Regions from separate parts of the Mus musculus genome. Here all the other regions are linked to region 2. Evidence: chromatin contacts called from public HiCAR-type, HiChIP or PLAC-seq and promoter capture Hi-C data. All regions are on one chromosome and are shown on one strand. Each heading gives the region's core, a stretch centred on a gene start, on an enhancer-like site or on the middle of the called end of the contact. The rest is flanking DNA. Distances are from core to core; before and after follow the strand shown.

Region 1 (3,642 bases), core at 1,030-3,529, 1.5 Mb after region 2:
ATCAAAACTTCAGGTTCCCATTTTCTAAAACTAAATTTATTTGTATCATGGTGTTTTACTATAGAAAGAATTGTTTTCTCCTATCTTGTGACCTTCCACAAGAATTAATGATTACCATCTTGCACATCATAAAATGTCCTTGATTAAAATCCAAGGTTAATAGGGGAATAGAATAAAACATCAATGAATATATATTGTTTATTACTTGACAGAAGTGAGAACACAATTCTAGGATCTCTGAAAAAGATGCTTCACCCTTCCTTATAGCTGTCAAGAGAAAGCTAAGAAAAGCTGGGGTCCCTTCAATTATTCTACAAACTAAAATGAGGTGCCTTGAGACAAAGCCCCAGGGCCAGGAGTTGAGGTGAAGGCCATCTGTCTACCAAGCCAAGCTTATACTTGAGCTTGGCAACTCTAAACCGAGTGTGAACTGGGGATCCCTGGTCCTGGAAAGGTACCTGCAATAAAGTCCAGACAGACAGACAGACACACACACACACACATATAATTTCTAAACTGAAATCTGACCATCTGAGACTTCCTGTCTCCCACCATCCACCTTCCATCCCTCCTTACACACACACACACACACACACACACACACACACACACACACACACACACACCACATTTCCACTCCAGCACTGACATATATGATACTTGCACCTGTTGGCAAGGCAGGTCAACCATATCAAAGACCCTGGTGGAAATAACCAGTCATTAGAATTGAGGCTCCTTTAAATTGTCCCATTTATTGCCCCACACTAGATGAAATGTATGAATAGCCAGTTAGAATGAATATATCACTCACTAAGAAGACCAGGAAACGCAAAGCCTCATTGTGAGGGCCTTGTTGGAATGCCTGAGGTAGACTTAAACTACCCGAGCTATCTTCACAGCGCTTCTGACAGCCTGCACCCGACCGTGCAAGCCCAAGTCAGACCAAATCCCAGCAAGGAGAGGAAAGCTGGACATGAAGAACAATTAACAATAGGTGGTGGGAAAAAAGGAAAGGCAGTGTTCTCCAAGAATGTAGCCCCTGGTAAGGCAACCAGAACCCAGCAGATGGCCACACAGCTGAGTACATTTGAGGAGCACAAACTGGTGTGCATGGCTCTTGTTTTGTTTCTTTACAAAAAGAGCACAAAGTTGTGTGAGTAAAGAACAAAGGCAGATCTGGGGAGAGCAATCAGAACATACCACACAAATTTCTCAGGGAATGAATAAAAATATTTTAAAGATATTTACAATACAAGTTATCTATTTTTTCTTAAATCAAAACCATTCAAAGTGACCACATTCAAATTTCCACCTCAATTTTTGCCAACTTGAGGCAATATGTCTTTGTTTTCCTAAACCTATTATCATGAAATTTGGAGCTGAAAAATCAGCTTGACAGATCTGTGTGTTTTCTACATAAAACTGTTTGAGCGTCTACTTTTAGAAACTTCACATCACATGCCAGAAAATTACGCTCCCAGATCCTAAGTTGACTCTGAGTCAAGATACTAAGTTTAAATGGAGATTTATTTATTAGGTCCAGTCAGTGAACATCGGAAGATTAATATCAGGCAGATACTGAGCCCTGGGAGGAACCACAATTCTTTTCGCCATAGAGCTTTAATCATAAACACTAGGCAGACCTTGAAATCATGAAGAGCCATGATTAAATCAAACCCCCAAACCCAGCTTATCTCTCAGGAAGAGCTGGTGTTTGGACACTGCATCATCCATGTCTCTGTCTCGAAGAGGAAGACAGTGTGTGATTCTCATTTGTTAAATCCCAACACTCCCAACATTCCAAGGACAAGGCTGTAAAACACCTTTGACTAGGTTTATAGCTCTTAAAAGTATTTTCCTGAATGAAAATAACAAAAATAGAGCTATAGAGAACTATACATAAAACCCTTCAGGTACTGTTTTTTTTTAATTAATACAATTAGAATGTTTGTTTCATCTTAGGTTTTTCCTATAGGAGATAAAGTCTCAACAATATACTGGGGCAAAATCAGTTCTGCTCCCCAGTGATTCGTCGTCTTATCAGATGGTCTCATCAGATGGCTTAGCACCCCTTCCTGAATCACACATTATCTTTAATATATAGTGTAGACCTGAAGAGTTAAAAACTTTATCCCAAGTCACCCTCATCTCTGCAGCTGGAGATTCTCTCAACAGGAGACAGTTGGCTCCTGGCAGGAGGGAGTCCATCTTACCTTCAAAGCCTCCGAGGGGACTTTGAAAATCCAGATTTCCTTATCTCTCTTTCCAGGCTGAGAGTGGCACACTGTCCTGGGCTTTTTGCGTGACAATTTTGTACCTGCTGAAATTTAAATTCAGTTTGATAATTTTCTCAACCAATCACTGCTTAGGATCCCTGATGTGGGGGTTTAAAGAGTCAGTGTGCCTATGAGGCTGTAATAACGCCCCACTCCCTCGCTCGCCGGTACGTTGGCTCACTGAGACCTTTGGTTCCAAAAGGACTAGACTTACTTTCACTTAATTAAATAGCTCCTGGAAGACTGTTTTGTGTCTTAAATATAGATAATCAGTGTGATATATCTGAAAAGAGCCACTTAGACTCTGTCACCCTGCATTTCTCCTCTTGCTTAGGTCGGCAATCTAAGAAAACTCTAGGTTTCTCTAGTAAATACGACTGGCTATTTAAGACCCCTATCATTCCTGAGGTACATATTAAAGTTGGTGCGCTATAATTCAAGCGGCTGTCCGCATGCAACAGTCTTGACACTGCCTAAGGGATCTTTAAAAGAATTTATAAACAGTAACTTCAGGAAACCTTTCTGATTTAATCTAAACACTGACATAAAGGTTTTGGGTTTTTCTTTATAATCTATTAATTTAATACAAACTAAATTTAAAAATAGCTGTTCCAAAGGTGAAACATGGTGTAAGGTATCTATGCGTAAGTACAGAGTGCACACACACACACACCACAGACACAGCTTTCATTCTTTGCTCCACTATATGTGTAAACTATAGAGTACAGAATAGGAAAACAGGCTGTGCTTCCAGAAAGGAAAAAGTACTTGCCTGAACCCATCATTCTCTCGAGCCCTGGATATACAAGATGATCCCTGAGCCATTTCTCTAGCTTATGAGCTCCACACTAGGCAATTGGAGTCTCTGTGTACCAGCTTAGGGATGTGTCCATGTTTTTATGTCACACTACTGAAAGATGTCAAACACATATGATCAGAAATATTAAATCACTATCCAGCAACAGCATCTTCAGAGCTTTATACTGAGAGAATTAAACAACATATTCATGTAGGTAGGGATTGGACAGGTTCCAGTGATAGGAAGGGAGTTTCCTCGAAGCTGCACTTCCATAGTAAACACTTTGCTATTATTTACACTGCATGGTTCTTGGTTCTTTGAGCATCTTAAAGGGCCAATCATATTTAAGAATGCCACTTTCCTCAGGAATTGCCTTCCTCTTCCTAACTTGGTTGTAATAGCAGATTTGAACAGCTCTCCAGACCTGATGGAGAGTTAAGAAGATCTTCGGTGTCTAAACAGAAGTGCTTGATAGCTGTATTAGCACACAACACTCTCCAACTACACAAAGAAACATTTGCTAAGAGCATTTGGGACCTTCACTAAGACAAACATTTAGGGTCAAAA
Region 2 (3,179 bases), core at 348-2,847:
GACCAGACTCCACGCTCTGCCGGGACTCTTTCCACACTCGAGCACTGAGCGAGTGTATTAGGTGCTCAGTGAACGCTGTGTGGGTGGGATTTTATTATTTAAATGGCCAGGGAAAGTTTCCGGATATCAGTGCTTCACGTCTATATCTCTTTCAAAAAAAAATAACAAAAACAAAAAAACTCACGTCTTCACAGCTGTCTTGACCAATACAAAATAAAAACTAAAAGAAAACTTTCAAAGTCACGGAGAAGGAAATTGTGGGAGGAAAGAAACCAAACAGGAGCCCCCAAAGTCTCAAGTCAGGGCTCCGGTTCGGCGAGGACGCCCAATACTTGGTCTCATCTCTTCGCCTTCTGCTCCCATTTCTTTACCCTGCTTTTTCTTTCCAGCAATCCTACCTCCCCACTCTCTGCCACGCACACCCCAGCTGCATGGGAACCGCGAGACCTTATACCCCAACCCTCTCCAGAGGGGACCTACCTCTCCTCCCCTCGACCCGAAGCAGTTCTCCTTCACTGCGGATGGCTTAAAAAAAAAAATCAAAGAACAACAACAAAAAAATCTCATTTCCTTATCTGTTAGGGATACCCCACATAAAGGGGGACAGAGACAGAGTGTCCCCCATCGACCCTCCAGTAACTGGAGGTGACAGTCCTCTGGGAAGGCACCCCAGTTCTCCTCTTTTTCAAGCCCCTAAACCAGAATCAAGCAGAAGTCCCGTTCCCAAGAGCCCACGCTTCCAAACAAGCTAGAAGCGGATTATACCGGTACCCAACCCGGAGATGGCCCGCGGCGCGCAGGGTGCACCTGCGGCCCCAGTGCCCTCCCCCCGGGCGCGGAGGGCGGGGCGCAGGGCTCCCCTCCCTTCCCCGCCCCAACCCGCGAGCACCCCGAGTGGCCCACCCGGAGCGGGACGGAGGCGGATGGGGAAGCGTTTCTGCAGAAGTTCAAGGGCTCCTCTCGCCGGCTCCGGGCCAACCAGGCCAGACACCAGACACCCACCTCCTGGAGGACTCGGAGCCACCGCGATAGGCAATCTCCGCCCCTGCGTTCGCGCGCACGGAGGCCGAGGCGGGAGCGCGGCAGCCGGCACCCGGCCCGCGCAGGGCCCAAAGCGAAACAATGTCCCAGCACGGGGTGGGGGGGCTTGGTCGCACTCCCCGCCCCAGGGTCCCGAAGCCCTCCGGAGTTCCCGATCGCAGCCCCGGGAGCAGCCGTGCTCCCCCGCGGCGCCGAGAGGCCGGACGTCTGCGCGCCCCGGGGCCGCTCCACCTGCGCCCTCCCGGCCAGGGTGGACCGACGCGCACCCACCTTCGCGGGCAGCCCGGGCCGCGCGTGCGGGAGCTTAGGCGGAGGCGGGAGGCGGCGGCATCACCTGCGGCGGGCGGCGGCTGCACCGGGACGCGCCCCGGAGGCGCGCGGCGCCCTGGACCCTGAGTCCGCGGCCCCGCCCGCGGCTGCCACCTCTAAGCGCGGCGGAGGAGCCGGGGCACCCCGGGCGGCGGCAGCGGCGGCGACGGGAGCAGCAGCACATGACTCTGTAACGAGGGGAATTAGACAAAGCGTAACATGGACTCCAGGCCCGTGCAGGCGCCGCAGCTCTGGGACCAACCGCAGCCTGCGAGCGCCGCGACTGGCCGGGTCGCAGCCAATGGGGCGGGCCCGGGCCTCCATGTGATTGCCTGCTCTGGGCCCGCGCACCCCGCCGCGCCTGCCTAGGGGGTCGGTCCGGCTGACCCGAGGGGCTGGGTGGCCGGGAGGTGACCGGGATTCTGGGCTGGCTGCTTGAAGCTCAGCAGGTGCACGAGGCGGAGAAGAATGGCCGCCGAACGTCGCCGGAGGCGCAGAGCTTATCTCTTTCAAGCGCACCTGGGCAGGGCATGGTGCCAGGCTGTCTGTTCCCTTGAAGCAACCGGGCTGGGCCGGGAAGCTTCGTCTGTGTTGCAGTTTCAGGAGGCTGTTCTGACCACTAAAAGCTGATCGTTGAGATTGGGAGAACGGGTGCGGGGTAGGCATTAAAAAGTCATCCAGTGCCTTCCAACTGGGAAAAAGCAATTACCTGGGATTCAGGGCTCGTGCACCTAACTTAATGTCTGCGCAAACAGATTTCTCTGCTAACAATGCCTTATCTCGTACGTTTTATTTTCAGCTGAATCGGGACCTCCCTGGTCCCAGTCGTTTAAGCCAAAAACGTCGTGCGTACGAAACAGGCACTTGGGAAGTTGTTCTAAAAAAAGTTTCCCAACTCGATAGCTTTCCGGTGTGTTTTTGTTGCCGTGCGGGTGAAGTTTCCTTAGTGTTCTTTTTTTTTTTTTTTCCTCTGTGGAGAGATGAGGGCCAGGACACCAAGTCAGTCAGGGTAATTATTTTAGTTCAATCAAAACAAACGATTCCTCCCCATACTTCAGTATCTCCTTTCATCTGAAACCTCACGCTTCTGGGAACTCATGCCCAAAAAGATGCCCTCCAGATTCATTTATCATCCAACGCTCTTAAAGAAGGCCAGGATCCTACAGAGAGAGGCAAAAAGGAAAATGTTTTTCTGGGCTCCCAGATGGTGACAGTGGCCCCTAAAAGGTAGAAGTAGGCCGCCCAGACATGGAAGAAGAGGCCAGGCCTTGAGGGCCAACACCCTCCCGCTGAGCAGCCCCAGGCAGTTTTAGATGGAACCTCAGCCTTTTGTTTGCTTCCCGGACCCTCCCGGACTGCAGCCTCTCCAATTCCCTACACCCTGCCAAGGAGGAAGTGCGTGGGCAGCCAGTGTGTGGCAGGTGATGTAATTACAGCCCTGGGTTTGCTGATCTAGGAGGTTAGAGGTTTTCATGCTCCTGACAACTAATGGTGGGACGGCTGGATGAAAAATGTCCTGCTGTTAAAATCAGTTTAGAAAAGTTTCTCCCTTTGCAGAACCACCACTTGCTTTTTCTATCATCTTTTTTTTTTTTCAAGCTGATTCTAGAGGTTTGTGGTTTTTTTATGGTTTTATTATTGGTATAAATTAAAAGGTAGGCCAGGCAGTGGTGGCTCACACCTTTAATCCCAGCATTTGTGAGGCAGAGGCAGGCGGATTTCTTGAGATCGAGGCCAGCTTGGTCTACAGAGTGAGTTCCAGGGCAGCCAGGGCTATACAGAGAAACCCTCTCTCGAAAAACCAACCAAACAAAATCTCAGCACTAGAC
Region 3 (3,341 bases), core at 563-3,062, 1.6 Mb after region 2:
AATGAGACCTGCTCTCATCAGACATAAATTACATTTAGGCCTTAATTCCAGTTTTCCGTGAACAATCTGTCTGCAAGGAACTTTGTTTTCAGCATTCCAACAAATATGTCAAATTCAGTATTAGAAAAAAAATTTTGAGTTGGGTCAAGATGTTTTGGGTTTTTTAAGCACTCTCCAACTAAATCTTTCTCTTTGTTCTCATGGAATTAATCTCATTACGTGGAATCAAACTCATAAAGCCGTCTCAAATAAATGGAGAATGCTAGTTAAAATAAGTTAATGTTCGAAGTCTTTGAGAAAATTCTTTAACCAAAAAAGTCAAATCATTTTCTATATGGCCTGGCTGGTCTCGCTGCTCCATGATCCCTCGGGACACCATCGCAGAATGGCGCCAGCATCCTCTATGCTGCTAAGACCAGAGAGAAGCGTGCAGATGTGTGCAGAGGCCCTGGAAGAAACAAACCCTTGTCCCTTCCTCAGAGGAGCTGCTCACACTCCAAACCTGAGCTGAGGAAAAAACATCCCATTGTCTGAGGCTTCAAGACGTCACATCCTCGGCCCTTTCTATAATCCTGATCCCAGACACGTGCGCCCTTCCCAGCTGGAAGGGCTCTGGCTCACTGCCCGGCTTCCTCTGCTCCCAGACTTCCCTGCTGCACGACAGAGATAAGTTCTGTTACCTTTCTCATTCTGAAAATCAGTGCGACGAATGTTCTGGGGTCCGTAGAGCGAACCGGCTGAGGCACGTCTGCAAACTTGTATAGCTCAGGGTTTTTATTTGCTTCACTTGGCTTTTGCTTTTATCAGTCTGGTTGCCTGTTGACTTTGTCACACACTCAGAGAGCCTAAATTACGTTAAATAACAACTTCTCATCCAGTGTTAGTGGAGAGTGTATAGTATCAGAAGCATTTGGGCTAGTCACCTGGAGAAGGGGGTGGGGGGGCAGTATCTCTTCCTCAGCGAAATGCCTGCTCAGTTGGCTAACACAGGCGGGAGGCAAGGAGAGTACCACCTTGCTATTACAGTTAGAGACCCGGGAGAAAGCGAACGTTGCTGTCGTCTGACATAAACCAAAATAGTTAACATTTGTTGAGTGTCTACTACATGGCAGGAGTTTTATGCAGTTGGTTTGCATCAAATTATTGAAACTCAGAACAATTGCCTGTGATAGACCTTATAATCACTCCTCCTATATCTGTAGCCTCATTTTATAAATAAGAAAGCAGATGCTGAGAGAGGTTATTACTAGCTCCTGGGTGTACAGTTAGGGTGTGGGAAAGTCAAGAAGAAAATCCAAGCTGCCTGTCCTTAAATCCTGTACAGTTAACATTACTCTGTACTATCTTTAAAATGGGAACGTAGTAAAACCTCCAAAGACTTGTCAGACTCCACGAACACGATGCATTGAAAGCTGTTAGCGCAGGGTCCGACACACGATAAATGTGCAATAAATACAGACACAACCATTGAAATGATTACACACATACATATACAGAAGCAGAGCCAGGCCTACTGCTGCTCCTCTAAACTTAGTACCCAGGAGGCAGAGGCAGACGGATCTCTGTGGGTTCCAGATTAGCTCGGGGCCAGGTAAATAAATAAATAAATAAATAAATAAATAAATAAATATTTACATGCCTTGATAGATGAATGCCACAGTGCAAAGTCAGAAATAAGCACACAGGAAGACCTCTTCTTGTACAGCCCGGTGCCATCATAGGCTTACAGAGGATGACTGACTGGGCTGGGCAAGAGCAGGCTATGAATCACAGCTTCTCTAAATCAGCATGCTCTAAAGAGCAGCAACTTCATTTTCCAGAGCTGCTTACGAGTAGGACGGTTAAAGCAGCCGGAACGGTTCTCTGTTAACGTTCAGACTGCGGTCATGAGGACAGCTTCCAATCGAGCAATATAAAAACGCATCTGCTGCAGTGATCCTTCTGTCCTTTCACCCTGGCTTTGCAGTCGCCCTAGGAATAAACAAGAGTGTGAAGCCTCTCTGCAGTGTCTCAGAGTCACAAGCCCCAAGGGATCCCAATCATACGATCTCTCAGAGTTGTTTGAAAAAAAAAAATTGCATGAAGAGCCAAATGCTTACACTCTGGCCAAGTTAGGAGCCTATGAGGAGGAGAGGCTAGGGGAGGGCCGTTCACTCCATGCATGCTGCAGAATTAGCTCTCTCCCTCTGGGTCTGCTCTGCTGCAAAGCTCAGCAGCACGGAGGGAGCGAGATCCAGGAATCTGCAACAGAAACCATGACAGCCTGAAACACCCTGTGGTGCCAACCTCCAAATTCTCATCTGTCACTTCAGACCCTGACTGGCTGACAGAGCAGCAGAATTTCAACTCCAATAAACGTGAATGTGCTTCTAGGCAAAGCAGCCAAGCTGACGAGGGAGGGGGGTGGAAGAGCTAGCTCCTCTTGGGCATTTGTCAAACTTTTACCTCCTGGCTGTGTGCAAGGAGGGGACTCAACTTCGGCTTCAAGCTACCAAGGCTCTGGATCCAGCCACCTCTCCGCAGGTAAATGTTAAATTTGCTTATATTGCCCAACTGCATGCGTTAAACTGACTTCCCTGATCTAAAAAGACTGCTTGATGATTCTGCTTAAATAATTCAAAGCCATGTGTTTATTTTTATAATCCCATTTGGAGTGATTTATATGAAGGAAAAAGGAGAATTTTACTTTGTGTGGCCATGTCTCTTTTCCTCCTACAAAATTAAATGTCGAGCACTAATAAACCATAGTTTTCGTAATGGCCAAACCAGAAGTATAGATTTCAAAATTTTAAAAAATGTGTGTTTGCCATGTTTAAATTACCTAACTGTATCTGTCACTGTCATGGGCCTGACAGCTGTGTAGAAGTAGAATGCTTTGTTTGTTTGTTTGTTTGTTTTTCAGTTAGGAAATATCTCTAACAGTACATTCTTCTTCGGTTACTTTCATATTATCCTTTCCCTCACAGTTTTCACAGATCTCTCTCCTCCTGCTACCTATCATTTGTTAAGAGGTGACAAGGGGACAGGGAATATGCCCGGTTCCTCATTACATCCTCTCTAGAAAAACACAATGCTAAAGGAGAAGTCAGGGCTAACAACTGTGCTGTCTTTGAGAAGGTCCTCCCATCTGCACCTTCCCCAATACAGCACTTCCTGCGAGCCTTTCTCGCTCATTCCTTCAGGAACAAGATCACCCTGCAGTAGAAAACTATAACCCTGCTTGCAGCTGCCAATCAATACAGTTGAAAAAGTACCCGAGAGAAGTCCTGCAGTATAGTCTCATCTGCAGTGCTTTTTGTCTGCAAAGAGGTTAAATGTGCCACCTTGACATTGCAGACTCC
Region 4 (3,413 bases), core at 238-2,737, 1.3 Mb after region 2:
GAAGAAAAAAGGGGTCAAAAGCGGGCCACCGACTCATGGATTCCGAGAACTATGGGATGTTCCAGCCCTGGGTCATCACTGCTCTCCTGACCACACCCTGACACTACCAAATTCCTGCTTCCCTGTGTAGCTGTCAAAAGAAAGAATTTCTATTGCCCCCCCTTCCCATAAGTACTTCTCCTTTTGCTTGTATTGCCCTACCCCTCCCACTGATAAATACCTCTCCTTTTGCTTGTATTGCCCTACCCATCCCACTGATAATTTATCTGTACTTCCCCTTTTGCTTGTGCATTTAAGCCTTGGACCTTTCTCAATACATCGGGGTCTTGATACAGCTTCAGAACGGTTTCCGTGTCGTTATTCGTACAAGACCCTCGTCTCTCTCTACCCCCCATTTGGTTATTAGGAGGAGGTCCCCTCGAGATCCTCGAATAACTGGACCTGCTGGACGGGTCATTCCTCCATGATCCCTGAGCCTTAGGTACAAGAATTGCATTATAGATGTATCAGCTGAGACTGGGTACCACACAGTCACAGGCATTGTTTTGCATTTTTGTAAGTTGTGGTTTTTTTATAGTGGTCTTCATCTGTACCCAGGAAGATGTTTCTTTGATGGGAAGTTAGATTTGTAATTATCTGTGGGTTTAAGAACACATAGTTAGAATGTTCTTAGGGATTGTGTTGGTTTAGTAAAGTAGCAGGTGTAGGTTACCCCTCAAGATCCATGACTTCACTAGTCCTGTTTAACTGGTTAAGTTTCTAGTATTGAGCAGGATTTACTTCTGTGTGAGTAGGCCTTCGGTCTAAGTAGAGAGCTATTTGTTACTGTCAACATATGCTCACTACTAGTTCACCCTTAGTGATATTGTGCCACACTGGTTGTTATTTTAGTTCACAGGCTGCTACGACTACTCCAGTGCAGTCTACTTGGTAGGCCTAAAGCCTGAAAGTAGTCATGAGGCAATGGGTTTCATGGAAACAGCCTCCTGGAACCTTGGCATTCTCATAGCCCATATACTCAAAACCTGTCCCTGCGTTAGTCTGGTGTTTGGATCCGTGTGCTCTCTTTCAGTATTATTATTATAAGTACCTTTAAGGATTGATTTTTGACATAGCTAAGCCTCTATCAGTGTTCCAATGTCCTAGAAAATCCTTGAAGCCAACTCTGAGCTTGGAATTCAGTAAGAAAGTTATCTATTCAGTAACATTCAAATTCACTTCTAGTAGAGACAGTGAAACTAATTAGGCATTACTATTTACTGGAACAGAGCTAGGAAAGCTCAGGGCTAGTCTGCATAGCAATTACTTAGGACAATAGCTGAGTCACACCCAAACACAGATATACACAATGGCCTAGGAAATAGGTGGGTTGTCGCTTGAAAGAGTAGAAGGGAATTTCCCTGGTGCAGGTTTCTTCACTGGGCCCAGAGGACTAGCATAATCAGGTATTTACTAAAGAACTCCTGGTGGTGGGTTTAACAATAGACTAGGGTTGCATCAGGCCATTCACCTGGCTCCAGTGTTCAGCTGATCTTTTTAAGTGGTAAATGTGGCCTGGCTCCCACCATCTTTTGATGTATGCATTCTTTTTGTTTTGTGTCAGTGTAAACTTGGCGGATGTGTTTGCCTAAATTTCTTGTTTTTCTTCTGTATTAAAAGTCTGGTGTTCGTTTGGACAAAATACATTCATATCCAGCACACTCTCTCGTGTCTGTGTCTGTCAGTTCTTGCCAACTCCACGTCCACCTGCCAGAGCCCCTGATTCCCATGGATTGAGGGGGGCCGACTGAACCTGGTCCGTGGCAACAGGCCATCATGGCTTTGCATGACATTGCTTCTGTCCCTTGGAAGCTTGCATGGTACCTTCTGGCTTAAGAGCCAGTCCTTAGGGAGGAGGTTTTCAGGTTAGATCCAGCCCAACTGTCTGGGTCCTATGTCTGAAGTGCATGGTGTCCTCCAAAATAGGGACTTTTTTATCTTCAACCGTTGGAAGGAAACCAAGGGCCACAGCAATAACCTATAATGTTTTTGTTTGTTTGTTTGTTTTGTTGGGTGTGTGGGGGGTGTCCCTTGGACCATCCAGACCAATAACTCAAAGGAAGTTTCTTGCGCTTAGGCTTGAGGATTTGATAGTCTGTAGCTCTCACGGAGAGCATCGTCAGCCCAGATGGGAAATTTTCACTTAATCTAACTCTCTCTCCTCTCTCTCTCTCTTTCTCTCTCTCTCTCTCTCTCTCTCTCTCTCTCTCTCTCTCTCCCTCCCTCCAGGTGTGTGTCTGTATGTGTACATGTGTATGTTTGTGTGCATATGTGTGTCTGTATGTGTCATGTGTGTATATTTGTATGTGTGTGTTTGTGTGTATGTCTGTGTGTGTGTGTGCATTACATATAATTTTATGAAGGTAGATAGTAATAGGATTCTTTATAACCTTTGCAGACATCCTCACTGGTATTATACCTACTTCCTTCTGGATTTATCTCAGCCCCTCCCTAATCACTGTAGCCTGGCATCCATGTCCCTATTACTCCCCAACATTCCATTTCCCTCTTTACTTTCCTGGTTTCTGCAGTGACTCCAGACTATGCATTTACATCTGAAGCCTTGAAGCTAGGAGCCACAGATAGGCACCCATAACATTCATTTCTCTTGGTCTGGATCACCCCTCAATACTTTCTTTTCTAGTCTCATTCACCTACTTGCAAATCTCATGATTTAACTTTTCCTTTAAAGCTGAACAGCATCCTATATACTGTATATTTGTGCCATATTTTCATTATTCATTTGTCAGTTGAAGGATATTTAGATTGTTTCCATGATTTCTAAAAGGGAAATCTAGTTCTAAAGACTAAAGTCACATGTGGCACTACAATATTTCTGAAAGTTCATATTTGGATGAAACTGAGAACGTTGGTTTTCAATTGAAACACACACACCACACACACACACACACACACACACACACACACACACACACACACAGAAGCACGCACACATTCTTACCTAAGAATTACTAGAATAGCTAGAAGACAGACACAAGGTTCTATTAGGGCAAGAAAGCCACACATTTACTGAGCAAAGATGATAGAAAACATAAACAATCAACTTCTAATTCCATTCAAGTTTCAAGCTTTTGCTCGCTCATATATTAATTAGTATATGTCATACTTAGGTGAGAATATTTCCTGAGGGAGCCTTGTAGGTTCTGGCTGCTGTCAACTCCCGGGTAATCTGTGTTCCTCTGACCATTAAAACCCTAAATGGCTTTAATTAAACTGGGCATGTCCATTGAAATGGTTATATTTTAGACATTACAAAATAATTTTGAGAAACTAATAAAGAATAATTGACACCACCAGACTCCTTACATTCGTTACAAGATTTATTCACACCAACAAAAAAAATAATCACAACA
Region 5 (3,338 bases), core at 343-2,842, 1.7 Mb after region 2:
TCTCCCCTTCTACCCCAACTTTCCACTTTACCCATGGTGCTGTCTCTGGCCTTGGTCTTTGGGGCCAGTGAACTTAAGCCTCCTGAAAGCAGCAATGAGCTGACTTTAATATAATTTAATCTGGCTTAAATTGGCTCTGTAAACTGGAGGTGGAGAAATAACCTATCAGACTCCTGGAGAGGATAGGATACTTTTTCTCTGCCAACATCTATAGTTGTTGGAACAAGAAAGAAAGAAAAAAAAATAGAACCTTGTTGCCTAAAGTTACAAATAAAACTTAACAGAAGTAGCAAAGGGAGAGAGAATTATATTGGGATGATAGGAGACAGGAAGATAAAGAGCAAGCAAAGCAAGCCACATCCTCAGTGTCACAGGAGGAAAGTCAACGGATAACATTTATAGTTCATAAACCAACCACTCAACAGACAGGCTATTAGCTTGTTCCTGCTGCTAAATGAGGAGAAACTGCCTCAAAACAACCTGGGGAAGAGAGAGTTCCAGGCCAGCCAGAGCTACACAGAGGAATCCTGTCTCAAAAAGTGTGTACTGGGGACGAGAATGCTGGAGAGATGGCTATAGCTCTGTGGTTAAGAGCACTGTCCATTCTTCCTGTGGACAATGGTTCAATTCCCAGTGCCTACATGCAGGTTCACAGCTCCTAGTAACTTCAGTTCTAGGAAACCCAGAACCCTCATCTGCCCTTTCCCCACACCGGGAGCAAAAATAGTGTGCACACAGGCAGGCAAACCACCCACCATTCTTGAATATATGTTTTGTTTCTCGTTTTCAGATTCTCAGAGGCCGAGTGGGAGCTGGTTGCCCCGCTACACGGCTCTTCCCTGGGGAGATGGGTTTACTGCTTCTCCTAAAACTTGATTATGCCTTGGGAGGATACACCCCTCTGCCCTCCAGAAATGCTCAATTCAAATTAAAATGCGATGTAGGGTCATTTCTAATTCAGGAGCTTGGTTTTCCCTCTTGTGCTTTGTTTTGCTTGAAGGGTTGTTTGTTTTGTTATTAATTTTTGGTTAGCGTGCAAAGAAATGGGTTTGTGACTTTTATACACAAACGTGCCAGGTGTTCTAACCCGCCCCTCCCCCATAGCCGTCCTCCCATCCCCCTCTTGCTACTTCTCTTCCTTTCCCCAAAGAGTCCCCTTCCTTGTTTCCTGGTCCTTTAAGGTGTGGCTCCACATTTGCAACCCTTATGCAGAAACAGACAACTGTCCACCGCAGCCTGAGCACTGCTAGCACTTGCCCTTCATCCTTTACTGCGCAGCGTGACGACCTCTCCTCTCCTAGGTCTGCTGCAGACAGGGAGGGGATTTTTCCATTTTAGGAAAGCGTGAGGTAACTAGCCCTCCTAGGAGGAAGTCCGCGATAGCTATCAGGGTCGCACCGCCCTAGGGCTTGCCTCTGAACTTCGTCCCTCCCAGATTTCCAAGCCAGCGAGCAGTTGCTCTGACTGCAGTCCGAGCCAATGGCAAAAACCCTCCTGAAGCCCGGCCCCGCGGAAGGAATGGTTTCCGAGTTGTTTGTTTCTCTTTAATAGGGGAACTCTGCCTTGCTTAAGCTTTTACTCTGTGCGTAACCGACACCCTCCAGAGGCCGTTTAGGACCGGGAACGAGAGCACCGGGCCTCCAAAAGGATGAAGTATCTTCTTGACTTGATCCTGCTGCTGCCTTTGCTCATCGTCTTCAGCATTGAGTCTCTTGTCAAGCTTTTTATTCCCAAGAAGAAAAAATCTGTCGCCGGAGAGATCGTCCTGATCACCGGAGCTGGTCATGGGATTGGAAGACTGACTGCCTACGAATTTGCCAAACTTAACACCAAACTGGTTCTCTGGGATATCAATAAGGTAACCGCGCTTCGTCGCTGCCTTTTCTTTGTGGTCCACACTGGCAAACAACCACCCTTTATAGTTCTCTGTAGAGTCCATAGAGCATATAGTAACTATTCATATTTTTTCAGATTATAAGAGAGGCATAATTTGATATCTGTTAAGACCACACGATGAACGGACCTATGGACAATGAGAATCTTGGCTATCTCCCTTCGCTACATTAACACTACATTAAATCCATCCTGAAAGTGGCCTATAATCTCCTCCTACTGACCATCATAAACTTTTGGAAAATACAGCAGTTTTAGGTGCTATACCAAGAGTTAGATGTGTGCGGCTGTCAAGTCTCGTTTGCAGCTGCTGAGATGGGCTCGAAATGACACCCTACAGGGATCACCATTGCACTGCCAGTTGCCTACAGGAGTCATCTAAGTCACCTTATAGAAAAAATAGTTAAAAGTGAAATAACTTCAGTGCGGTCTCCTGTACCTTCAGGTTGAGGTGGGAGGTGAGTTAGAAGGAGCTAGCAGTGAAGTGTTGGTCTGGCTTTTGGTGGATGACAGAGGGAATCTGAAGGCATCTTCTGGCTTAGCGTGCCCCTCACTGCACTGTGTACATCCATTCTATAAACAAGAGGTCAAGGTTCATGAGATTAAATAAGAACTCTAACTCTAGAGTGATTGTGACAACAAGTAATCAGTGCTCCATAGTATCTACAGCCCAGATGGTAAGACCTGGTGGCAAACAGGAGATGGGCTACCTACGTCTGGTGGAGAAAACAGATAATTAGATATGTATACGATGGATTAACAATGCAAACTGGGCCAGCATGGGTCAGCTAGCCAAGGCCCAGCATAGGCATATGGTCAGGCATATGAAATGGGCTCTTTGCTTCTTAACTGAGAAAGACGAGGCTACCCAGGCTTTAGTTTTCAGAAGGCCAGGGAGATGGTAAGTTAATGTGTGAGGTGATTTAGCCAAGAGTCTAGCAGGTGGCACACAAACTAGTCTGAAATTTTATTCTTTAACAAGAATGGTTTGGGCTTATCGTTTCTAATATACACAATTTTCTCTAAAAAAGTGTGTTTATCCAAAAGAAAAAAATGTTTGATGACTCTTACTGCCTTCTGGACAGTATTATAATACAGAACTACAGATACCTGTGATGAAGCAGCCTTCATGAGCTAAAGACAGTCAACAGGCAACCTGTACTATAAAATGCACAATTGGGTGACATAGAAAAAGGAAGCATGAAAGGAGCTTGGGACTGTGGGGTAGGAAAGGCACACTGCAGGTCGTCTAGGCGGCCAAGGAAGGCATCAGAAGATGGAGTCAAGAGAGACTGGGGTTGCAGATCAGTGTTACAGTGCTACCGCAGCATGCACAAGGCCCTGGTTCAGTTCCCAGGACCAACACACATTAAAAACACAGGGACAGCAAATTCAAAGCCTGGGACAGACTGAAGAGAGGAAAAGTCTAAGATCTGATCAAGGTC
Region 6 (3,540 bases), core at 854-3,353, 1.9 Mb after region 2:
ACTACCAAGGGCAAATAATCAAGCACTTGCTTGTCTGCTTAGGTGACCAAGAGGTAATCCAATTACAGCAGCCTACTGCTGTGTCTGGCATACACAGGACCCAGTTTATCTTTTATTTCATTTTACGTTCGACGTTAGTTTAAGAGTCAAGGAATTGGAACAATAGAACCAAGGTTCAAATCCCCATGCTCTGGCAGCTTTAACTATTTTATAAGAGGTACCTTAATCTCGGGCTGTATGCCAAGGGATCCTGAGGCAGCGTGATACATAAGGATACTTTCACAAGTAAATTATGTAATACAAAGGAAACAAATGATCTAGAAGAGTATCTACTAAAATACACCATTGACAAGGTAAGGACATAATAGTTTGGTTTGGTGGTGTTGAGACTGTTTCTCTGTGTAACAAACAACAGCTCTGGCTGTCCTGGAACTCTCCTTGTAGACCAGGCTTTCCCCAGAACTCACAGAGATCGCCCTGCCTCTGCCTTCTGAATGCTGGGATTAAAAGGTGAGCAAGGCTTTCCCCAGAACTCAGAGATCCTCCTGCCTCTGCCTTCTGAGTGCTGGGATTAAAGGCAAGTGCTGGGATTAAAGGCATGGGCAACCATATCCAGCTATAACATATTTTAATTACTAGCCATGAACGACAAACAGTTCCTTAATTTCAAGCAAATGGGAAACGTTAGAGATTGAAGACATCTGCAGTCACTGTAATATGAAAATCTACAGGTTCTGTTTGTGCTAAAAGCTAACGGTTGCTTTTTAGTTAAGATTTAGCAGAAGTTTGAGGTGCAACTTCTGTTCCCCTACTCCTCTGTCCCGTTAGGAACCCCTTCCTTCCAACACTCAATAAGATGAAGACACAACTAAGCCAAGTTGAGAGGATTAAACTTGTTTTTAAAGTAAGACACACTTAGAAGGTTTTCTGTTTAGAGAAGTTCCTTCTAGGAAGTTTTATCTCTTAGAAAAATTCAAGTTCTATCTACTCAGTCTCTAACGTTTACAAATCTACTGTTCTCCATGATCTTTAGACCTAAAATTACTAAAATTACCTCAGCTCAGCGTCCAGATATGTTACCAAATCACTATCCTAAATCAAGTATTAAGGCTAAAGAACATTTCCATAATTGTAAACTTGTGCAATCACACTGCCTTCTGGCATAAGTTTTGAAAAGGTTCGACGGGTCCTGTTTTCCGTAACCAACAGCTGTAGAGACCGAAGCGCGATGACACCCAACAGCCTCAATCTTGGGCACCGGTGTACGGCCAAGTTTTAAGGCTCCTTTCAAAACCTTCAAACCCGGGAGAAGGCAAGACTCGGTCCTTGCAGTACAGGGCACTCCCCTGACAGCAACTGCGGGTCATTAGCCAGGCTCCCCTTCACCAACCCAGCGCATTCCGGCCTTTGCCTACTCAGCAGATTCACTCTGACTGTGCCGTTTTATGTGGAATCGTACATTCTAGCAGGAAAAAAAAAAAAAAAAAAAAAAAAAAAAAAAAAAAACTATATTACTCACCAGGCTCCACCACTCTCTCGTGGGAGAATCCTCGTTTCCATTAAGTGCGCTTCCAAATTTCTTTGGAAGACGCCAAACCAGCAACGAGTAGAGCCGGAGGATTGTGCACAGGCACCTCAGTGAAAATCCAGGCTCCGGCAGGAGAGAAACCAACTTCACTTTCCGAAAATAACAGTTCTTCGGGCCAGAAGCGGAATCTTTAACCTTAACTTTCCGGGCGGTCCCTTTGCACTCGGTTCACACACTTTTCTACCCGACACTCAGGGATGAGATAGCAGTGATCCAGCCGCTGGCTTCCTGCGGTCCCCGCCCCCCCCCCCCGGCACTCCCACCCGCGCCGCCCTTGCCCCGGGCTCCGCGGCCACTCCCGGGTCCCAGACGCCCCCTGCGCAAGCCTCACCTGGAATGGGCTGCCATGGCTCGGCTCACACTGCCTGGCGTCCCAAATCCATCTGCGCGCTCGCCCCGCAGGCTCTCTCGCCCGCGCCGCTCTCAGCGTCGGCCGCAGCCGTCGGCGATACTGCCCCGCAGACTCTGCGCTCTCGGCAGCCGCGTCCTCAGCTCTGTGTCCTCAGCACCGCCTCCGCCCCCCGGAGCCTCGGCTCGCGCCGAGCCTGACGGACATCCGGGCACCGGGGGCAGCCGGGCGAGCCGCACCTCCCTGGAGCCCAGGGAGCGGCGATGCCCGCCGCCCCGGGGCACTGTCGGGTCACCAGAGACCAAGGGGTGCGTCCGCACCGCCCGCTGCGGGGTCCCGGCTCCCAGTTCGCCCGCACTTCGGGGGCGATGTGCGCGGCGCTGGGCTCCCCTCGAGGTGCCCGAGCTCGCCGGGACCCCCCCGCAGGCGCCGCGGTGGTACGGCCCGCCTCCTTTTAAGGGCAGCGCGCACCTCCGCCGCCGCCGCTGCCCCCAATTCGGCTGTGTTCAAACGCGCGCTACAGAGATCCCCGCGCTCGGGCTGGGACCTCAGGGTCCTGCTGCCGTGGGGATGTGCTGGGAGTGGGAGCATCGGATCACTGCCTTCGCTGCTTCTGGCCGCTGCTGCGGGGCTTGCCATCGGAAACATCAGGGATCGGCTAGCAACCCTTCTTCAACTTTGCTTTCAGTTTTGAAAGTGCCCAGAAACAAGTGTTTATACGACTTCCCTCTTCGAGGCAACATGCGATTACACAGAAGACAGCCATTCAGGGAAGTCCCCTAATAAATTAAAAGAATTGCTTCCCCTCCACCCCACCCCACCCCACCCCCCGCAAACAAAAACCATGATGCAAACCAACGTAAACGCTCGAAAGCACAATCGAAAATTGCGTCAACTCAGACACAGGAAAGACACCAGGCTTTGCCTGGGAAGCGGCTGAAAACAACGATGGGCAGAAAGGCAGGGAGAAGACTTAACAGGGGCATCCCGGAGGACCAGCCTGCTGCTGGAAGGACACTTTCTTGGTGCGCTCCGGGTTCGACCCGGGACTCACCACATTATATTGCTCATGTAACTGATTGCCCAGTTTCTAAATACCGCAAGTTTCCAGATTCCGGTAGTCCCTCTCAGAGGTCAGAACTACTTACATAAGAACACAAGACAAAGCTTGTCTTTCACTCCCCTGGCTTTAGCTCTGATGGTGGAGAACGACTGACGCCTTCGCAGGAATGAAGGCTGTGGTGGCAAGTGAGACAAGTTGCCAGACACTGCTTTCTCCACCACCTACAGTAGTAGTTTGGAGAACTCGTGTACTTTAGGAATGCCCTTGATGAACTAACTAGTCCTTTGAATTTTGACTCTGAAATGCGGGGTTTTTCCCTCTGTCTCTATGTCAGTCTCTCTGTCTCTCCTCCCTCCCTCCTCCTCCTTGTGACAAACGGGAAGTGCACAGAAAGCACTGTTCTGTTCTAAGCTCACAAGCACAGCACCAGTCCTGAAGATGAGTGTGAAGTGACTGGAGAGAGAAACCAACCAGAAACTAGCTGGTTTTTCATAGACCATGTCTCCTAGAGATAACAATTCGCACGCTTCTGACTTGGGC
Region 7 (3,647 bases), core at 345-2,844, 1.8 Mb after region 2:
TGCCTCCTGAATGCTGGGATTCCACAACTCCTGGTTCAGAGAAGTTTAAACAAGTAAGACTGGCATAGAGGAAGGGGATGGTCAGAGTCCATGAGTGGGCAGACAGGGATACAAGCCAGTGAGGTGCTGCAGCAGGGAGGTGATTGTCTTGATGGTTCATTTTCACGCTGAGACGTTCCGCAACTCTGTCCAGACTTTCCTGCTGCTGCCTGCAAGCTTCATCTCCTTTACAGATGAAGATGAAATTGTCTTCTTGATTAAGTTTTCCGAATCCATTTGCAGACAGCATCTGAAATGTTGGTGGAGGTTTAAAGCCTTTTAATCCAGGATTAGAGGGGGAGACTTAAAATATAAAATGCAAATGCCGACTGGGATTTAACATTACCGTTTATTCCCACCCAGTGCAATCAGATAATTACTCAGGAGGTGTCATCACATCCTTTCTGGTTTTAATTCATAGAGATCAGGGTAGGGGAGTCTAATATCCTCTGTTTATGAACCAGCTTGTGTATTCTCAAATGAAGCTAAGAAAAATCTCTAGATTTAGAAAACCACATGCTTCGTTTCTTTTTAGTTTATCTTCACTTTATAGATATGTAAAATAATTAGGTGAAATTGTTGTTATGGATGTATCCCTCTAAGGACAGGTCCTTGTCCTGGCTGCCCCGCTCCCTCGTTTTTTCCCCATTTGCTATGAATATTTAACTTTAAGATTTATTATTATTATTATTATTATTATTATTATTATTATTATTATTATTTTTGCCTGAACCCGCTATGCCAACAGAAATTCCTCTCTAGGTCCAGAGTTGTAGCAATTTATTCTCACTGTACCGAAATACGTGACCAAAACCACTTGAGGAAGAAGGATGGATTTGAGCTCTCTGTTTCAGGGGACTTCGGATCCTCATTTTCGAGGAGCCCTGCAGAAGTGGCCCTAAGGCAACGGTTCCCACCCGTGGGTGATGTTTGAGCAGGTTCTGGGACCTTTGGGGTCTAGCTGGCACAAGCAAACCAGTGCAAGTGAGCAGGTGATGACACCTGTCTCCTTCAGGCCCAGCTGGAGTCTCTGTGGTTTGCCTAGGCTGGATCCAATTTGTATCTTTATATCTCAGCCACAGGAACAGCTGACCTTATCTTCCTGCACCAAGCCACCTGGTCTATGGCTACATTTCGAATATGCTTTGAAGATTCTGGAAGCTTCAGAATGCCCTGGAAAAAAAGAGTTCAGGGAACTATCCTAATATATGCCCTTGCTCTTTTTCCCTACATTTCCAGCAACTTTACTGAGAGTTTGCCTTATCTCACCAGTTTATACTAGCAATTGTGTTTAACACTCGGTATTTAGTTCAATTACTTCCTTGCTTTGCAGACACAAGCTGTTTTGTATACATTTTGCAGAGCATGAGATAAAACTGATAGGAATAGCTATAAAATCTGGGATATTCCCCACGCAGGGGATGAATACTGGGAGGGATGGAAGGGAAACGCAGGCGCGCTCTTCAAAGAGGCAACAGAGAACTACATTTCCCAGAGTGCGGCGCGCAGCACGCTCGTGCCTCACCACCCCGCCCCGCCCCGCCCCGCCCCCGCGGCTCTCAAGAGCGCTCGGCCGAGCCGGGCACGAGCGAGCGGTCGGGCCGGTGAGCGCGTCCCCGGGGTGTCCAAGCGGGGCTGGCGCGGCGCCGGCGCGGAGCGGGTGTGGCGGCTCGGCCTGCGCGGCGGCCGCGGACAGAGGTAACCGCTGCGTTATCCCGCGCGCGGGTCTCAGCCTGGAGCGGTCACCCGCGCTCGCGTCGGTGAGGAGCTGCCGGGCGGCGCCGGCGCCTTCCCTCGGGGAACCGAAGGGATCCGGGCGGGCCTCGCGGGCCGCGCTGTCCTGAGCGGCGGCGCAGGTGCTCGGGGTCCGGGTTGGGCGACTTCAGGGGTGTCCCCCTCCCGGGGTTCGCGGGGCTCCTGCAAAATCCGTACCCGGCCGGGTGGCGCTGCTCCAGGCTGAGCTCGTGGCTTGCTCCAGGGAGGGTCCCCGATTTGTGGACACAGTTTGGGGTTCCCAACCGTCTCCCGGGCTTGCACGGCCCTGATGTTACGGTTTGGGGAGCTTGTTACCTTCCTTTTCCTGCAGGCAGTATTTATTATCATGCATTTCGTGGAAATCCTCGCAGTTTTGAATATTCTTGCCAACCTGCTTTAATTGCCTACCTTTATATTTTGCTTCTTACCTTAAGGTATTAGCGTAGGCAGATACTTTGGGCAATAGGTCTTACTTAGAACCTGGGTTGCCACAGTAATTAACCTGCCAGGTACACGTGGGTTTTTTTTCTTTTTTTCTTTTTTCTATTTAATGCTGTTCTCTCTCTCTCCCCGCCCCCCCCCCCCTCGTTAATTGTTTTCAGTCTTGTTTCCCCATCTTCCGTGAGCCCTGGCCGTGCTAAGGGGCGGGTGGGGTACGTTTAGTTGAGCAGAGACCCTCTGCTAGTGCTACCAGAGCTTGTGAACTGCGTGCAGGTAGCTTTATCATTAGCCTTTGCTTCTCTGCCTGCTTTCTCCTGGCACCTATTTTTTGGTTTGTCAGTCAAACCAACTGACCTACTTAAAACTTTAGTCATGTTGCCTTGAAAATACCAAATAGTTGGAACACAAGTATAAAAAGAAGTCACAAGATGCTGTATTCAGCTGTATGCGCTTGGATTTATATTCATTCTTATATTTTTCTACCCCTCCTCTCCTATTCTACCCCTCCCCCTCCACTCTACCTCCCACCCCCCAACCTTGAGCATGCCGGGAGAACACACTACTTACCACTGAGTACATCTCCAGTCTGAATTTTTACGTTTAAAACTATTCTTTTAGCATTTGATAACTGTTAGTGCTATTAATTTGTAACGTTACACATTCCTTAATAAATTCCAAATCCTAATTTGAAGTCACAGCGAAAGCTAACCAGAGTGTATAATTTCCCCATTCCTACAGAAACCCAACCTCCCTGTTGTAAAGTCCCTCGTGGTATCAGAACCTACACTGATGTTTCATGATCTCTCAAAATTCTGTCCTTTATGTTAGGGTTCAAATAGAGTGCTTGCCTAACCTGGGTTTCATGTCCAGCACTGCACAAACTGGATGTGTCGGTGTGTACCTGTGATCCCAGTACTTGAGAGACAGGAGAGCCAGAAGCTGAGAGTCATCATCAGCTACACTGAGTTTGAGACCTGCCTGGGCCTGTCTTGTCTCAAAACAGCAGCAGCAAAATCTAAACAAAAGGCTAAAAATGGGTATTTAAGCTTTTCCCCTCCTTCCCTTCTTCCTTCCTTTCTCTTCTTTCAGATTTTCGAGATGGCATTTCTGTATAGCCTTGACTGACCTAGAACTAGCTAGCTCTATAGACTGGCTGGCCATGAACTCAAGAGAGATCTCCCTGCATCTATCACCAGAGTCAGCATTGGCATATGCTACCACCACCCAGCTTAAGCCATTTCTTATGTCTGAATTTTCAACAAATAATTTATTTTTGTATATAAAGAGTTAAAAACATGAGCAGGAACAAATGTTTCCTAAAAAAACAAAAAGCCATGATTTTTAGTGGTAGGCTTTTTAGTATAATTATATCTTTCTCTGGAAGAAAGTTTTATATTAAGTAATGAAATAAG

The links. Promoter capture Hi-C pulls out the DNA fragments that hold promoters and counts their contacts. HiCAR-type assays count read pairs that join an accessible place to other places. HiChIP or PLAC-seq counts read pairs in DNA pulled down with a chosen protein or histone mark.
Region 1: a contact with region 2 is called in a promoter capture Hi-C map of hippocampal neurons, with 2.8 times the contacts expected there. The contact joins the promoter of Dspp here to the promoter of Lrrc8d in region 2. A contact is called at or near these places in 2 of 39 promoter capture datasets (the 3T3-L1 cell line and hippocampal neurons).
Region 3: a contact with region 2 is called in a HiCAR-type map of astrocytes, with 2.5 times the contacts expected there. The contact joins the promoter of Sparcl1 here to the promoter of Lrrc8d in region 2. A contact is called at or near these places in 3 of 39 promoter capture datasets (cranial neural crest, embryonic stem cells and hippocampal neurons) and 3 of 115 datasets of contacts at active chromatin or transcription factors (astrocytes and embryonic stem cells).
Region 4: a promoter capture Hi-C map of embryonic stem cells shows a contact between it and region 2, with 10 times the contacts expected there. The contact joins the enhancer-like site here to the promoter of Lrrc8d in region 2. A contact is called at or near these places in 4 of 39 promoter capture datasets (embryonic stem cells, hippocampal neurons, liver and 1 more), 1 of 115 datasets of contacts at active chromatin or transcription factors (embryonic stem cells) and 1 of 9 other capture datasets (macrophages).
Region 5: a promoter capture Hi-C map of pre-B cells shows a contact between it and region 2. The contact joins the promoter of Hsd17b11 here to the promoter of Lrrc8d in region 2. A contact is called at or near these places in 2 of 39 promoter capture datasets (the C10 cell line and pre-B cells), 1 of 484 Hi-C or Micro-C datasets (B cells), 2 of 115 datasets of contacts at active chromatin or transcription factors (large pre-B cells and pancreatic cancer cells) and 1 of 9 other capture datasets (liver).
Region 6: an H3K4me3 HiChIP or PLAC-seq map of embryonic stem cells shows a contact between it and region 2, with 6 read pairs. The contact joins the promoter of Aff1 here to the promoter of Lrrc8d in region 2. A contact is called at or near these places in 2 of 39 promoter capture datasets (the HPC-7 cell line and liver), 1 of 484 Hi-C or Micro-C datasets (neutrophils) and 3 of 115 datasets of contacts at active chromatin or transcription factors (double positive thymocytes, embryonic stem cells and thymic regulatory T cells).
Region 7: a promoter capture Hi-C map of pre-B cells shows a contact between it and region 2, with 4 times the contacts expected there. The contact joins the promoter of Klhl8 here to the promoter of Lrrc8d in region 2. A contact is called at or near these places in 3 of 39 promoter capture datasets (hippocampal neurons, liver and pre-B cells).

Annotation. Positions count from the first base shown.
Region 1 is chr5:104,169,340-104,172,981 of GRCm38.p6, reverse strand. It overlaps Dspp (dentin sialophosphoprotein), which reads right to left and starts at 2,279. Exons shown (of 5, transcript NM_010080.3): 1 at 2,214-2,279.
Region 2 is chr5:105,698,387-105,701,565 of GRCm38.p6, reverse strand. Lrrc8d (leucine rich repeat containing 8D) reads right to left here and starts at 1,597. Exons shown (of 3, transcript NM_001122768.1): 1 at 1,312-1,597. Gm42166 reads left to right here. Exons shown (of 2, transcript XM_017321263.2): 2 at 703-3,179. The coding sequence ends at 1,678.
Region 3 is chr5:104,112,559-104,115,899 of GRCm38.p6, reverse strand. Sparcl1 (SPARC-like 1) reads left to right here and starts at 1,812. Exons shown (of 11, transcript NM_010097.4): 1 at 1,812-2,523. It overlaps LOC330143 (a long non-coding RNA gene), which reads right to left. Exons shown (of 3, transcript XR_003955771.1): 3 at 1-3,341.
Region 4 is chr5:104,441,000-104,444,412 of GRCm38.p6, reverse strand. It overlaps Spp1 (secreted phosphoprotein 1), which reads right to left. Exons shown (of 7, transcript NM_009263.3): 7 at 3,360-3,413. Among named protein-coding and RNA genes, the nearest start is that of Spp1, 7.6 kb to the right of the region's middle. Within about 2 kb of position 1,487, at least 15 of the 459 cell types and tissues checked have an H3K27ac peak or open chromatin away from gene starts, as enhancers often do. A contact at or near this core is called in embryonic stem cells and stem cell-derived epiblast-like cells, where this site is marked.
Region 5 is chr5:104,020,050-104,023,387 of GRCm38.p6, reverse strand. Hsd17b11 (hydroxysteroid (17-beta) dehydrogenase 11) reads left to right here and starts at 1,592. Exons shown (of 7, transcript NM_053262.3): 1 at 1,592-1,858. The coding sequence starts at 1,649.
Region 6 is chr5:103,752,725-103,756,264 of GRCm38.p6, reverse strand. Aff1 (AF4/FMR2 family, member 1) reads right to left here and starts at 2,103. Exons shown (of 20, transcript NM_133919.4): 1 at 1,920-2,103. The coding sequence starts at 1,936.
Region 7 is chr5:103,909,206-103,912,852 of GRCm38.p6, reverse strand. It overlaps Klhl8 (kelch-like 8), which reads left to right and starts at 1,594. Exons shown (of 10, transcript NM_178741.4): 1 at 1,594-1,737.